Regions from separate parts of the Sus scrofa genome. Here region 1 is linked to region 2. The links are chromatin contacts, called in public Hi-C maps. All regions are on one chromosome and are shown on one strand. Each heading gives the region's core, a stretch centred on a gene start, on an enhancer-like site or on the middle of the called end of the contact. The rest is flanking DNA. Distances are from core to core; before and after follow the strand shown. Region 1 overlaps ARID1B (AT-rich interactive domain-containing protein 1B). Region 2 has its middle 62 kb from the start of TMEM242.

What was found. Hi-C and Micro-C count contacts between places; a contact is called where the count stands out from the background.
Region 1: a Hi-C map of fetal heart ventricle shows a contact between it and region 2, with 2.9 times the contacts expected there. The contact joins two enhancer-like sites. A contact is called at or near these places in 3 of 47 Hi-C or Micro-C datasets (fetal heart ventricle, fetal skeletal muscle and heart right ventricle).

The regions. Positions count from the first base shown.
Region 1 is chr1:9,809,462-9,816,766 of Sscrofa11.1, reverse strand. It overlaps ARID1B (AT-rich interactive domain-containing protein 1B), which reads left to right. Exons shown (of 21, transcript XM_021071898.1): 15 at 5,621-5,759; 16 at 6,014-6,186. Among named protein-coding and RNA genes, the nearest start is that of TMEM242, 150 kb to the right of the region's middle. Within about 2 kb of position 2,801, at least 15 of the 83 cell types and tissues checked have an H3K27ac peak or open chromatin away from gene starts, as enhancers often do.
Region 2 is chr1:9,726,533-9,733,074 of Sscrofa11.1, reverse strand. No RefSeq gene overlaps it. Among named protein-coding and RNA genes, the nearest start is that of TMEM242, 62 kb to the right of the region's middle. Within about 2 kb of position 2,649, at least 21 of the 83 cell types and tissues checked have an H3K27ac peak or open chromatin away from gene starts, as enhancers often do.

The DNA of each region.
Region 1 (7,305 bases), core at 1,552-4,051, 84 kb before region 2:
TTCTAAGAAAGAGTCGTCCAGTCTGCTTTGACCTAGAGGTCAGGAATTTTAGGAAAATACTGCTTAGGAATAATGACAAGTCACTTAAATTCTTATAAGCAAATTCATACGAGTGGTACCTGCCTTCTCTCTTCACTCAGCTGTTAGAGACACTACCGTTCTTCCAGCTTTGCTGCTAGCCTTTATCCTACCTGTTAGTGTTTCAGACTTGAAATTATCAAACCTTTATATTCTGATAAACACACTCTTAGAGATGGAAGGAAACGTGCATCATCCTTAGTTCTGGGTGGTGACCTCGCTCTAGTTAAATGTGATCATTCTGGGAGTGCCCACTGTGGCGCAGCAGAAATGAATCCGACTAGTAGCCATGAGGATGTGGGTTGGATCCCTGGCCTTTCTTGGTGGGTCGAGGATCCGGCGTTGCCATGAGCTGGGGTGTAGGTCGCAGATGCAGCTCAGATCCCGTGTTGCTATCTGTGGCTGTGATGTAGGCTGGCAGCTGTAGCTCTGATTCAGTCCCTAGCCTAGTAACTTCCATATGTCACAGGTGCAGCCCTAAAAAAGCAAAAAAAAAAAAAGATCATTTTACTGTGTGTTTCTGGCCACATTCGAGCCCTGTGACGATCCACACTGAGACCGTCTTACACGTGGGATGGGGCTGATGGTACCTGCCCCTCTGCCAATGCAGGCTGGTTCCACAGTCAAATGATAGCTGATTGCTAGTATTTCTTGTGCACTTACACTATGTCAGGCACTTTTCTAAGTGCTTTATCATTTAATATTCATATTAGCCCTGCAATACAGATAATTGTTCTAAAATCCCGGTGAAAACTAAGGCACAAAAAACCTAAGCAAACTGGCGTATGATCCTGTCGCTAGCGAGTGGAAGAACTGGGTCTGATCCTAGGCGCCTGGCTCTCATGTTCTGCCCGTGCCCCCCACACCTGTGTTTAAAGTCAGAGTGTGACAGGTAGACTCTACACATAGAAAGAGTTGTCTGTGAGCCAAAGACATGAGTTTTTCCTCTCTTAATTATTTCCCTTAACTGACAGCTGGATGGCAATGCCAGTGTCTAAGGTCGCGAGTCCAGGAATCTCACGCAAATGCTCTTTAGGCCCAAGGGGCACATGTAGTGAGCGTACCTAGACGTCGATGTGTTGGTTCTAAACACAAGAAGACCTCCTCCCTACGCCCAGCCAAAGACTCACAGCCTTTGCCAGTTATGGTTTACTTTCAAAACTGTGAAATCTAATTTTAAAACGCTCACAACATTACATTCAGTTCACAGAGTAAAACAAGCTGCCTATGAACAGCTCTGAAACGATTTTTCCAAAATAAAAACCCGGTGGGGTGCAGGGACCAAAGTGCAATGTCTGCAAAGATCTAAAGGTATATTTTATTTGCCGGGAAAGAACTCGCGTTGCTGAACGGTCTGTCCTCCTGTATGGAGAATAGCTCTCCCAGGGAGCATCGGCTCAGTGCAAGAAACCCCGCCGAGGTGTAGGCACTTCAGCAAGTACAGGGCCTGTCCTCCTACAGTCAGCCCCCGCCCCCCATTTTTTTTAAAACTACCGTTTTTATGGCAACATTCCCGCTTTAACTGCACAAAAGAGCTTGGGTTGCAGATGTGCTCCTGAGAATACGTTCTTCTCAGTGGTCCAGAAGGTGCCCGAGTCACGAGAATCAGGAAGCAGGGAGGAAGGTGCCTGAGCTGAGCCGTTCAGCCAGCGCTCGGGCTGCGGTCTGCTTGGCTTATGTGCTCTGCAGAGAGACGGACACACGGACTGGGCAGGAGGGCAGAGAATAACATCAGCCTCTCAGCCAAAAGCCAGGCCTTTCCTCCAGCATCTGTGGCCTCTTTGACTCCAGAACTTTCATTAAGGAAAATGTCTCCGAAACATCTTTCTTGTCAGAGAAGCAAAACAAATGATCCCCAGTGATTTGCCATGTCAGAGTCTCACACGCTACAAAAATTCTTCACACTAATCTTCCGCCAAAGTTTGTGTTCTTTGAAGTCAGTTTTTCCCGTAAGACTGTAACTGTAGTTTATTCCTTACTAGCCCATCCTGGCAAACAACTAAAAGATTCCTAAAAAACATTCTAGATTGTTTTTTCAAATGGTCGTGCTGAATCAGTTTAAATCCTAAATGCCAGTAATGACTTGGCATTCTACATCGTGCCTCCAGATTCCAGTTTGGATGTGATGTGCCTGACACGGATCTGAAATTCGGTCCTGTCAGCCCCTGAGAGGTCCAGCCCCTTAGCCGTGGGGCTGCACCACCATCTCCACTGTGGAGTGGCTGTGTCTTCTAGGGACTGAGAGCAAGTCAGCCAGAGGAAGCCTCCGGAATGAAACCTAAGCAAGACCTGGGGGGTACGGTTGCACCTCGGATTTGCTTATAATAGACTGTAAAGTTTCTAGAGTCCTAAGGAACAGCCAGAGGCATCGCCTCCCCAGGTGGCCTGGGCCTCCCCGAAGCTGGAATGGGGTGGGGAGGGGAGGGAGGTGGCGGGAAGCTCCACATTCAGTTAGTCAGTCTGTAACCAAAAACTCATCCATCTTTGCTGGCAGGTGGCTGACTGCATTTCTATTATTAGCTGACAGGTGATGTCACAAAACTTGTCATGGATCCAACTAGGGAATCCTCGGTGGAAGACAGATGAGAAGGGGGCTCGGGTTATACACAAAGGTGCCCTCTGGGTGACCTCTAGTAGCTGCAGACCCAGGACGCATCAGCTCTTCCTCTCTCCCCACCCAGCTTCCCACAACCCCAGCCAGAGCTGGGGCAGCGGGTTCGTGCTGTGTAAATTATCTTCCCAGCCAGGAGTCTGGCTGTACAGTCTGAAGTGTGTGAATGTACTTAACCTTCAGTAACCTTTCCATTGTTTACTTTCCAGTATACATTTGTAGCTTCTGGCAAAAAGTAGGGATATCCTAGAGAGCCAGCCTCCTCTATTAATGGAGCTTCAAGAGGTTGCATTCATTTTTTTTTTCTTCCTGAAAGGAAAGGAAAACACACTGGCAAGAGGGGAGAATTTTTCCTTTTATTTTTTTTTTATTAGCTGTGAATGTGCCTACTTATAAATAAGGCTGATTCCTAAATCATAGCCTTGTGAGCCGTGGTCCACGGGAACCGTACAGGCTGCTGTGCGCTCTGGTTCTTGACCCACGAAGCCGGCTATTTCTCCTCTCAGCTTTATGGGGCGGTCATGTCTGAGGGTCATCCTTAATGTATTTTTGAATGACTATTTTTTCTTTTATTATATTTACTTTTTAAAGATGCATTTCCAGGGTTTTACCAAATTTTGGTTTATAAGCATGAATTGGTAAGTTTCTGTTTTAAGGTATCTACATCCAAGAAGGTGTCTACATTTAAAATTAGCCTTGGAGTTCCCTTTGTGGCTCGGCAGGTTGGGACCAGACCAGGTATCCATGAGGATGCAGGTTCGATCCCTGGCCTCACTCAGTGGGTTCAGGATCCGGCGTTGCTGTGAGCTGTGGTGTAGGTCACAGATGCGGCTCGAATCTGGCATGGCTGTGGCTGTGGCTGTGGTGTAGGCTGGCAGCTGCAACTCTGGTTCGACCCCAGCCTGGGAACTTTCATATGCCGCAGGTGCAGCCCTATAAAGAATAAAAGAAACTAGTCTTCCTAGGAGTTCCCTGATGACACAGCGGGTTAAGGAGCCAGTGTTGTCACTGCAGTGGCTTGGGTCGCTGCTGCGGCTCGGGTTCGATCCCCGGCCTGGGAACTTCCATGTGTTGCAGGTCATCCCCGAGTCACTGTGGTCCTAGGCACCCAGGGGAGACGTGACGGAACGCAGTCCCTGTTGGTGGCCATCAGTATTCATTCAGGACCTCGTCTCGCTAGAGAGGTCTGGCTTGGGCTGAGGCTTCCTGAGTGGAAGCGACAGACTCGCTTCCATTTCTCACCCTCTGTAGCGCATCGCTCAGCTCCAGCTTCCTCGAAAGGGAGTCGTGGGTGGTGGTAACTGAGTCTTCATAGGAAAGAAACTATTGATGATAATATGTGCAATATCAGTTTTTACAAGCGGCCAGGAATTCTGTGTGTTACAGTTATAGTCCTGAAAGTATTTATTGTAAACCGTCTGAGGGCAGGAATTGTCTTTCTCTGTCAGTTTGGTGCATGTAGAAAATAGACTCCAATATAATAAGTACTTTATTTATTCAATTAATTTTTTTTTTTTTTTTGGTCTTTTTGCCATTTCTTGGGCCGCTCCCGTGGCATATGGAGGTTCCCAGGCTAGGGGTCAAATTGGAGCTGTAGCCACTGGCCTACTCCAGAGCCACAGCAACGCGGGATCCGAGCCGCGTCTGCAACCTACGCCACAGCTCACAGCAACGCCGGATTGTTAACCCACTGAGCAAGGGCAGGGATCAAACCCTCAACCTCATGGTTCCTAGTCGGATTCATTAACCACTGCTCCACGACAGGAACTCCAGTATTTCTTTAATTAATAAATGAAACCAGTATTTGTTGAACACCTAATGCCAAGGACTGTGATAAAGCAAAAGAGCCCTTAAGATACTGTTTTTCCTAAAAAGTGGGGTCAATTTTTTTTTTTTAAGAATTCCACTTAAGCTTTAAAAAGATCTGCTCAATTCTGAGCTTTGTTATTATAATGTAATTGTAGTTAAAGCCAAGTCTCATAACTCTGGTAATGACATTAAAGAACTCCAAGTGACTAGTATTATATAAATAACAAATATGACTTTATAGCTCCAAAAATGACGGTTAGTGACAGAGCATAGACACCTCCACATGTTGAGAAGGTATTGAAATGACATAAAGCTCAGTATTAATTTGTATCACTGCTTTACAACTTAAATGTGTCGCATTACCTAACACCCAGATAATTTTTCTAATTTCTTTCTAAAACAGTGCAATAGTCCATCAAATCGATATATCAAAATTTTAATCTCATTTTTCCTTATTCTCAGACACTTAGATTATCTCTATTACAAACGACATTGAAATAAACATTTTTCTGCCTGAAGCCTTTTTGTATTAGATTATTTTCTTTCTTTCTTTTTCTTTTTTTTTTTTTTTTTGTCTTTTTAGGGCCACACCCGAGGCACGTGGAGGTTCCCAGGCCAGAGGTCTAATCAGAGCTGTAGCTGCCAGCCTACGCCACAGCAACGCCAGATCCAAGCCACATCTGTGACCTACACCACAGCTCGTGATGACGCAGGATCCTTAACCCACTGAGCGAGGCCAGGGATCAAACCCACAACTTCGTGGTTACTAGTCGGATTTGTTTCTGCTGTGCCACAATGGGAATTCTGATATTAGATTATTTTCTTGGGATTAAACCCCCAAGAAAGCAATTAGCCAGTCAACAGGTATGTTTTATGACACACATCTGAAGTATGTTTCTAAACAGTTTAATAAAAAAAAAAAAGAAAACTTACTAATTTCCACTCTAAAAAATGGGCAATTAATTTCACTACATCTTCACCAGCAATGGTCATCGTTACTGTTTCTTCATAAGATGGTGTCTTATTTTCTTTCCTTTTTTAAAAAAAAATGACAATCAAGGCTGAACTTACTCAATAACCTCTTGTTTTTCTCCCACTTTCTCTTGCAACTACTACTGTCAGCTAACTCAGGATCCTTGCAAGGTCCACAGACCCCCCAGTCAACTGGCAGTAATTCGATGGCAGAGGTTCCAGGTGACCTGAAGCCACCTACTCCAGCCTCTACCCCTCATGGACAAATGACCCCAATGCAAGGCGGAAGGTATGTGGAAAGATCCCTATGAGTTGCACCAAGTCAGGTCTGTCTTTTAATTGTGGGGGCGGGGGCTAAACTCCGAGAGAGGAAGTAGTGTTCTCTAGTGAGTGTCTAAATATCGGTCCCCGCTAGCTTATTCACGTAATTTATTTTGGATGGTTTTTGCATGTTCACATTTCAAAAGTGGACTCTTTTCCAAATTAGTGTTTGGAGATGACGAATGCTCTGTCATCAAGCTTTCATGTCTCTCATCTCACCAGAAGCAGTACAGTCAGTGTGCACGACCCATTCTCGGACGCAAGTGATGCATCGTTCCCCAAACGCAACTCCATGACTCCGAGCGCCCCCTACCAGCAGGGCATGAGCATGCCGGACGTGATGGGCAGAATGCCCTACGAGCCCAACAAGGACCCCTTTGGAGGAATGAGAAAAGGCAAGTGCCGAGGGGCCTCTGCCCAGGCTTCTCCTCTCTGCCGTCCCCTGGCCGAGTCACTGACCCATTCGAGACACGATTGAGTCCCAGCTCTCCGGCCACTACATGGCTCCCCTTGAGGAAAGTACTTAGCATCTCTGTGCCTTGGTCTCCTCATCTAGGATTTGGGAAAATCATGGATCATGAGGACTAATTGAGTTAACAGACATAAATACATCCCTTGGAAGGGCAACTGACACCTGTCATAAGCACACGTGCTCAGGGCCGCCTCCAGTCGGTGTCATTGTTGTCACATCACCTGAGCTGTGTGTGGGGCTGGTGCTGGGTAGCATGTTGGTAAATGAGATAGTCCCTTGTGGAGCTGACGGTCTACAAACTGCAAATAAAATGAAAGCTAAGCCACATATATGTGACGAAAGACCGCGATGGATGGAAGAAAGGACGCAAAAAGGAAGAAAGGGCATGAAGAGCAGGGATGGTGGGCGGGGGTGGCAGGGGCTCCAGGGAGCTGATGGTTATCTGCTGAGACCTGAGGAACGGGGAGCCAGTCGGGGGAGCAGGGAGCTGGGGGGGCTGAGGCAGGCGCGCTTGGTGCACTAGAGCAGGTGGACGGCTTCTGGGGCATAACGAGCACAGGGCAGGTTGGGCGCAGCGGGGCCAAGGGGGCCAGAGCCTTTCAGCCTTCCTGGGCATGCGGGTGGGTTTGGGTTTCACCCTGGCTCGAGGATGTTGTACAGGAGGTGAGGTGGCTGGGGTTATTGCTTAAAGTGAATATAAATAACTGGCCATGGATGGAGAATGGATGCGAGGAGTGAGGGTAGAGTTGGGGGACCATTGTCAAGTCCAGGGAGAGGCGATGGAGTCAGACCCTCCCCCGCAGGGCGAGAGAAGTGGAACCACTCAGTCTGTGTTTGGGGCATAGAAACAGCCGGACGTGCCGATGGACTGGACGTGGGGCGGAAGGAAGAAGATCTGTGTGCTGGTGACTGAGAGGGTGCAGACCTTACCACCGAGGGGGTGGGGAGCCGGGAAGGAGGGAGACACAGGTTGGCCGTTACTCCCGATGGTGTGGACGCAGGGCAGTGGACAAGGTGGAGAAGAGGACCCAGAGCCGGCTTG
Region 2 (6,542 bases), core at 1,400-3,899:
TTCCTGGGAAGAGAGTCGAAGATCTCAAAAATTTTTAAAACAGACCCTTCCCTGCCCCACGTCACACCCCAGACGTTAACTGAGGTGGCGAGGTGGGGGCTCCTGGGGAGCGTTTGAAAACCTCAGTGTCGGGAGTTCCCATCGTGGCGCAGTGGTTAATGAATCTGACTAGGAACCATGAGGTTGCGGGTTCGGTCCCTGCCCTTGCTCAGTGGGTTAACGATCCGGCGTTGCCGTGAGCTGTGGTGTAGGTTGCAGACGCGGCTCGGATCCCGAGTTGCTGCGGCTCTGGCGTAGGCCGGTGGCTACAGCTCCGATTCAACCCCTGGCCTGGGAACCTCCATATGCCGCGGGAGCGGCCCAAGAAATAACAACAACAAAAAAAGACAAAAGACAAAAAAAAAAAAAAGAAGAAAACCTCAGTGCCCAGGTGCGGCCCAGACTAATTAAATCAGGATATCTGGGCCAAGGCCCGGGCATCAGCATTTTCCAAACGTCCCAGTGATTCTACCCAAGAATTCCACCCAGCAGCCACATTTGAGAGCCAGCGGCCTGGTCTGATTTAAGGCGAGAAAAGCCTGGGTTGACATCCTCCGCCCCCTGCTGGCCACGTGGCTTCGGATACGTCACCTGGAGTCTGAGAGCCTCAGTGACCCACCTGTGAGGTGGGGTCACTCTGCCTCCACAGGCGCACGAGCGATGCCGGGAGTGTGCGTGTGAAAGAGCCGAGGTGCAGGTGGTGCCTGACAAAGGGAGATGCTCTGATCTGCAATTTCGGAGACTGAGGCGGGAGCCTGGGGTGCACCTGTGTCCACCTGGAAACTGACGAATGTCGCAGGTTCCCCTGAGCTCTAACAGTGGCGCCTGCAGTCAGAAGGGCTGTGTCAGGTGGTCCCCAATCACCGCGAAAGGAGACTCCTAAATGAGTTTTGTCTTTGCCCCAGTAATTCCAGAAACATCTGAGTAATAAAATCAGAGCCTGCCAGCTACCAGACTCCCCTCCCCCCAGCCCTGCCCTGCCTCACGGCACCATCCTCATTCTGCAGGCTTGCCTTTCAACCTCTTGCCTTCTTTGTCACCAGCTCTTTCATGTCGCCATGTCCCAGCTGAACGGGCAGGGCCTGGCAGTGACCAGTCGAGGTCATGTCTCCTGGCTGTGAGGCTCTTGGGCCCCAAGGAAGATTTGAGGACCATCTGGAACAGGGGTCCGGAGCTTGGCCCTGTTGACCTTTGAGGTGCCTAGTTTACTTCCGGGGGCTGTCCTGTGCTTCCTGGGCTGCTCAGCAGTAGCTCTGGCCTCCATCCACTAGGTGCCAGCAGCAAACCCCCAAGTCACCACAATCAGACGTTGCCAAATGTCCCCCACACCCACACCGCTCCCAGAGAACCACCGAGCTGGAGGCCCATCCTTCCCAGCCCAGATGCAGAAAGGAAGAATGTTCCTTTGTGTGTCCACGTGCTTTTGTTTTTTGTTTCTGGAATTTAGTCACAGGCGAGAGGAGAGCTGCTCTAAAAGGGCAGAAGTGTTTCGGGAGAAAGGGGGCGGGCGTGGGAGGCTCCTCAAAAAGAGAAACCCAAGCCCTGAAGCCCCTGGCCCGGCAGCCAGGCAAGACCTTACCTGCCCAGCTGACAGAGGGCGAGGGCAGTGCCAGCCTTGGGGACAGGTGTCCATGACGTGACTGCTCCTCAGAGGTCCCCAGAAAGAGCCCTGGCTGGCCCCGGGCCTCCCAGATGCGTGTGCAGCTGCCACCTTCGTGGTGAGCTGCTCTGCGGGTCGTTGAGCGGGACAGCAGGTCACAGAGGTCCTGGGAGGGCACGGTTCCTATTTGGAGAAAGATGATACATCCATGTGCACACACGCAGGGCACGCTGGGTTAACACGGCTACTGACAGCAGCTGGGACTTCAGGTTTTCTTTCACTTATCAGTTTTCTCAGTTTTGTACCTTGAGCACTGTAGTTACTGGCCAGGGTGGGGGAAAAGCCACTCGAAAAAGTGGAGACAAGGCAAAGACTTGGGAAGGGGCTCGTAAAACCAAATCGCAAGAAACACCGCCAGAGTCACAGCGGCAGTGAGGGAGGGCCCTGCTCGCGATGGGGTGAGGGCGCCCCCAGGGCTGTCCCGGGAGGGGGCTGGAGAGGGAGCCTGCAAATAAGGGACCGGGGCGCGCGGGGTTGGACCGGGTCCGGGTGCGGCTGGGAGTCTGGTCCTGAAGACGCAGACAGTGCAGGTCGTTGATGACCGCGTCCAGCCCAGCAGTCCGGGCCTGGGGCAGGGTTTGGGGGGCGCGCGGGACCACGTGGCCACGGCCACGGCTCTGGGACGCGGGGCTCAGAGATGTGCCGCGTGGGCGCGAGCCCCGGTGCCTCGGGGTCTAGGGAGTGGAGGCGGCAGGAAGAAAGAGAGCGGCGTTCGGGGACCGAGCAAGCGAGGCTCGGGGACCGGGCTGGGCGCCCGCCTGAGGCTAAAACGAACCTGCGCCTCAGTCACCGTGTCCCTAGATGACGGTCGCGGCTCTGCCGCCCCACCCTGAGTAGGCCAGACCTGGCCACCGGGAGGGCCGAGCCCCGCACCCTGGCCTCTCGACGGCGCCGGGCTGCCCCTGCAGCTTGTCCCGGAGACCGGCCCGGCACAGACCGCGATGCGCCGTGGTCACCGAGCTCCGTCGCCCTCTGCTGGAAGAAGCGTGAAGTGCAGCCTCAGGGCGGCCCCGCCGTCCCATCCAGCCGGAAATAACGCCGAGGGATTGAGGACACAAATGTGGGAAGACTGGAAAGGGGCGCCTGGTGGGAGTGGAGACTGATCGTAGAGGGAGGGGGCCTTCGGGGAGCATCAGGGGAGAGCGGGAGAGGCTGACTTCTGCGTCCTACAGGGTCCCCGAGGTGGGCACATTTGCCCAGCATCTGCTGCGTGCAGGTTGCCGGGGTCGGCACGTGGAGAGGGACAGCCAGGCAAACAGTGGGATGGGGACCGGTTGCACGTGGCTTCGGGAGAAAGGACAATTAAAGAGCGGGCTTTGCGTCGGCTCGGAGATGTGGTGCAAACGAGAGAGTCGTATCCATTTCCTGCGGCGGCGGCTGGGAACAAAGGAATTATTCTCCCAGAGATTTACTCTGGCGGCTGGCAGTCCAGAATCCAGGTGTCAGGAGGGTCGTGCTCCCCCTGAAGGCTCGGGGCGGTGGGGGGGGGGGGGAGAATCTGTCCTGAGCTTTTCTCTTAGGCTCTAGTGTCCTTTCTCTTGGGCTCTGGGGCTCCCTGAAGTCCTTGCCATCCCTGGACTTGTACACAAGTCACTTTTAATCTCTGCAGCCCTGTGAGGCCACACGGCCATCTTTTCTCATATGTTGGTGTCTCTTCTCTTCGTAAAAGGACACCGGTCCTATTTGATTATACCTACAAAGTCCCTATTTCCAAATAAAGTCACCTTCCCAGGTACTGGGGTTAGGGGTGGGACGTATCTTTTAGAGTGTACACGATTCAACCCCTGTCACGCCTGTGGGGTGAGCAGGAAGGGCCAGAGGGGAGCTTGGGCTTCAGAGGCAGAGACAAATGGCGAGCTCCTGATGCTCTAATCTAATCTGAGTGGTTCCTGGCAGGCAGGAGCCTGGCTGGAGACAGGCTTCAGGAGGTGGGGCTGGGATTCTGGGGAGGAAGTCAGGGCGCTTCTACTTTCCCGCCTGGAGACTGGACTTGAGGGCTGCTTGCGTGTTTAGATCAGCCAGTGCACAGTAGGCAGTGGTTTTTTAGTCTCAACATTTTAGAAAAAGCTCCATTTTTTTCTAGTTAGAGAGTAAGTCATGGTCCCTGAAGAAAAAAAAAGAAAATCAGTCCGGAAGAGTATAAAGATTTTAAAAATCACTGGAACCTCACACCCAGCCTGTATATAGATGTATATATCTAACAGCCGTGGTGACGCTGTTCACGGTGAGAATAATGCCACAGAGCCAACCTTTCTGCTGTGACTTTTTGCCAGCACTTTATAAATTTAGTTTTGTTGATTCTTTTTTTTTTTTTTTTTTTTTTTTGTCTCTTTGCCTTTTCTAGGGCCGCTCTTGCAGCATGTGGAGATTCCCAGGCTCGGGGTCAAATTAGAGCTGTAGCTGCTGACCTACGCCAGAGCCACAGCAACGCAGGATCTGAGCTGTGTCTGTGACCTACACCACAGCTCACAGCAACGCTGGATCCTTAACCCACTGAGCAAGGCCAGGGATCAAACCCGCAACCTCATTGTTCCTAGTCAGATTCATTAACCACTGCGCCACGATGGGAACTCCTAGTTTTGTAGATTCTTTTTAGGAAGGCTATTCTTCCTTCAAAATTTGACCCACAATTAGGATCGATTAGAATCCATGCTGCCTCTGCAAGTGGCAGGTGCTTTGCTCGTGTGGCCAGGAGGATGAGGAAAGTTCCCGAGGTCAGCCCAGGGGGGCTTGGGGAGAAGCAGGAGACCCAACCAAGGTCAATAACGGTCACCCCCAGAAGAACCAGCCTGTGGGAAGGATGGGAGTCACACTTGGAGTGCAAAGGCCCAGAGGAGAAGGAATATTCCCTGCTAGCTAAGAATATTCCCCAAGTTTAAAAAAATATCTGTTAAGATTTAGGTGAAGGGGAGTTTCTGTTGTGGTACACAGTAACAAACCCAATAACATCCATGAGGATGCGGGTTCGATCCCTGGCCCAGTCAGTGGGTTAAGGATCTGGCATTGCCATGAGCTGTGGTGTAGGTTGCAGACATGGCTCGGATCCTGCATTGCTGTGGCTGTGGCGTAGGCCAATGGCTGCAGCTCTGATTTGACCCCAAGCCTGGGAACCTCCATGTGCCATGGGTGCAGCCCTGGAAAAAAAATTTTTTTTTAAAGCAAAAAGCAAAAAAAAAAAAAAAAAGATTTAGGCAAGGTATTTCTGGCAGTCACTACTCAAATTTACAATGTTTACAAACTGCTTTCCCTTGAAAAGTTCTCAGTTGTGAGAAGCCAGGATTACAGCAGCCCAGGGTCTTTCACAGAAACAGAAATTTTAAAACGTGTCAGTGCATGAAATCTTTTGTGTTGAATTTATCACAGAACTCCAGGTCAGGACTTCAGATGACTCCTGAAATAAGAAAGGGACAATGAGAAGATTTCAGGGGTATTTATTTTATTTACAACTTTACACCCAGTCAGCCTCTGAAAAAGACTTGAGGCTGCTTCCACCACGTGTACAAGTTTGCTAAAATGGGAAAGTTGGAGAGTCATGCAGAAGGAGAAGGAAGGGAAGAAGATGATAAAATTATGACTCAAGGTTAAACTTAGTGCTGAGCATCCTGGTAACTAAAGCAAAGATGGAAACATGAAGCCTTACAGAAGTTTCTTTATCCGAGTAGAGAAGATAAAGTTGTAGTCCGTGTGTTAGCTCTCCAAGGGACATCAAAATATCTCCTGTACTGTGTTCATTTGGTGACCATGACAAGGGTCTCTGAGGGAAGGTGGCGAGCGGGTCCAACTTTGCTGCTGAGGATAGAGGGCCAGATACGGTGCATGGCTGCATGGGGGCCTGGCTTGGTGGGGGGACCTGGTGTGTAAGATGGCACCCACCTGGCCTTGGCCTCCTCCCCAGATCCGTCCTCTTGAGACAGGCCTGCCCCCCAGGTTTCAGACTCTTGGGATCGATGAGCAGCAAAGACGGCTGGAGGGGCCCCGAGTGTGCTCTGTGGTTGTCCACACATGCCAGGACAAGCAAGGCCCTGGCAGGGCAAGCTGGGGCCTGGGCTGAGGGAAGAGCAAAGGCCAGACCTGGTCAGGCCACAATCGCCCTGCAGTCCATCCTCCACAGTCAAAAGAGCCTCTGTCCCCCACCCCTGCACCCCCAGTCAACTGGCAGTGCTTCAAGGAGGGGCTCTCTAGCCACCATCATGTCCCCACACCCACCAGGCACTTAATGGTTGTGCTTCAGATGAATGAGTGAATGACAGGAAACGCCGGTTTTATGCCACAAGCTCAGGGAGTTGCCCTCGAGGCTCAGCGGAGACGAATCCAACTAGCAAGCTCAGTATCTCACGTCTTGATTCTGCTTTTACCTGACTGAGAAAAACACCTGTCACCTGGGCTTCCAGGACTCCCTGGACCTCCCATTGCTTAGAGGTAAAATCCCACTTCTCACCTGTCAGCCAAGGCCTTTTATAAAGACTCACGTCCCTCTCGGCCTCGCCACACCGCCTCCTAGCGGCCTTCCCTGTCCTCTGCACCCGCCCTCCCTCTGCCTTTCCAGGTCAAGCAGACATTTACTGACGACCTTGTCTCCCTCCTGGGAAGCAGCTCAGGGACTGAGATGGGCCAGACGCCCCAAGTGGCCACCACTCGTTTCCTAGTGACTCCCAGGGTGGGGGTCCCTGGCGCTCCTGGTGTTGGTGTGCTGACCCCCGGGTGGGAGGGAGGGGGTGGGAGTGGAGCTGCTCATTCCTCACCAGCTTCCTGGGCAGAATAAGGATGCTGCCTGGGGGGGTGAACTGGAGGTGATGGGGGGACACAGACTAGGGTCTTGGAGGGTGACCGCCCAGGCAACAGG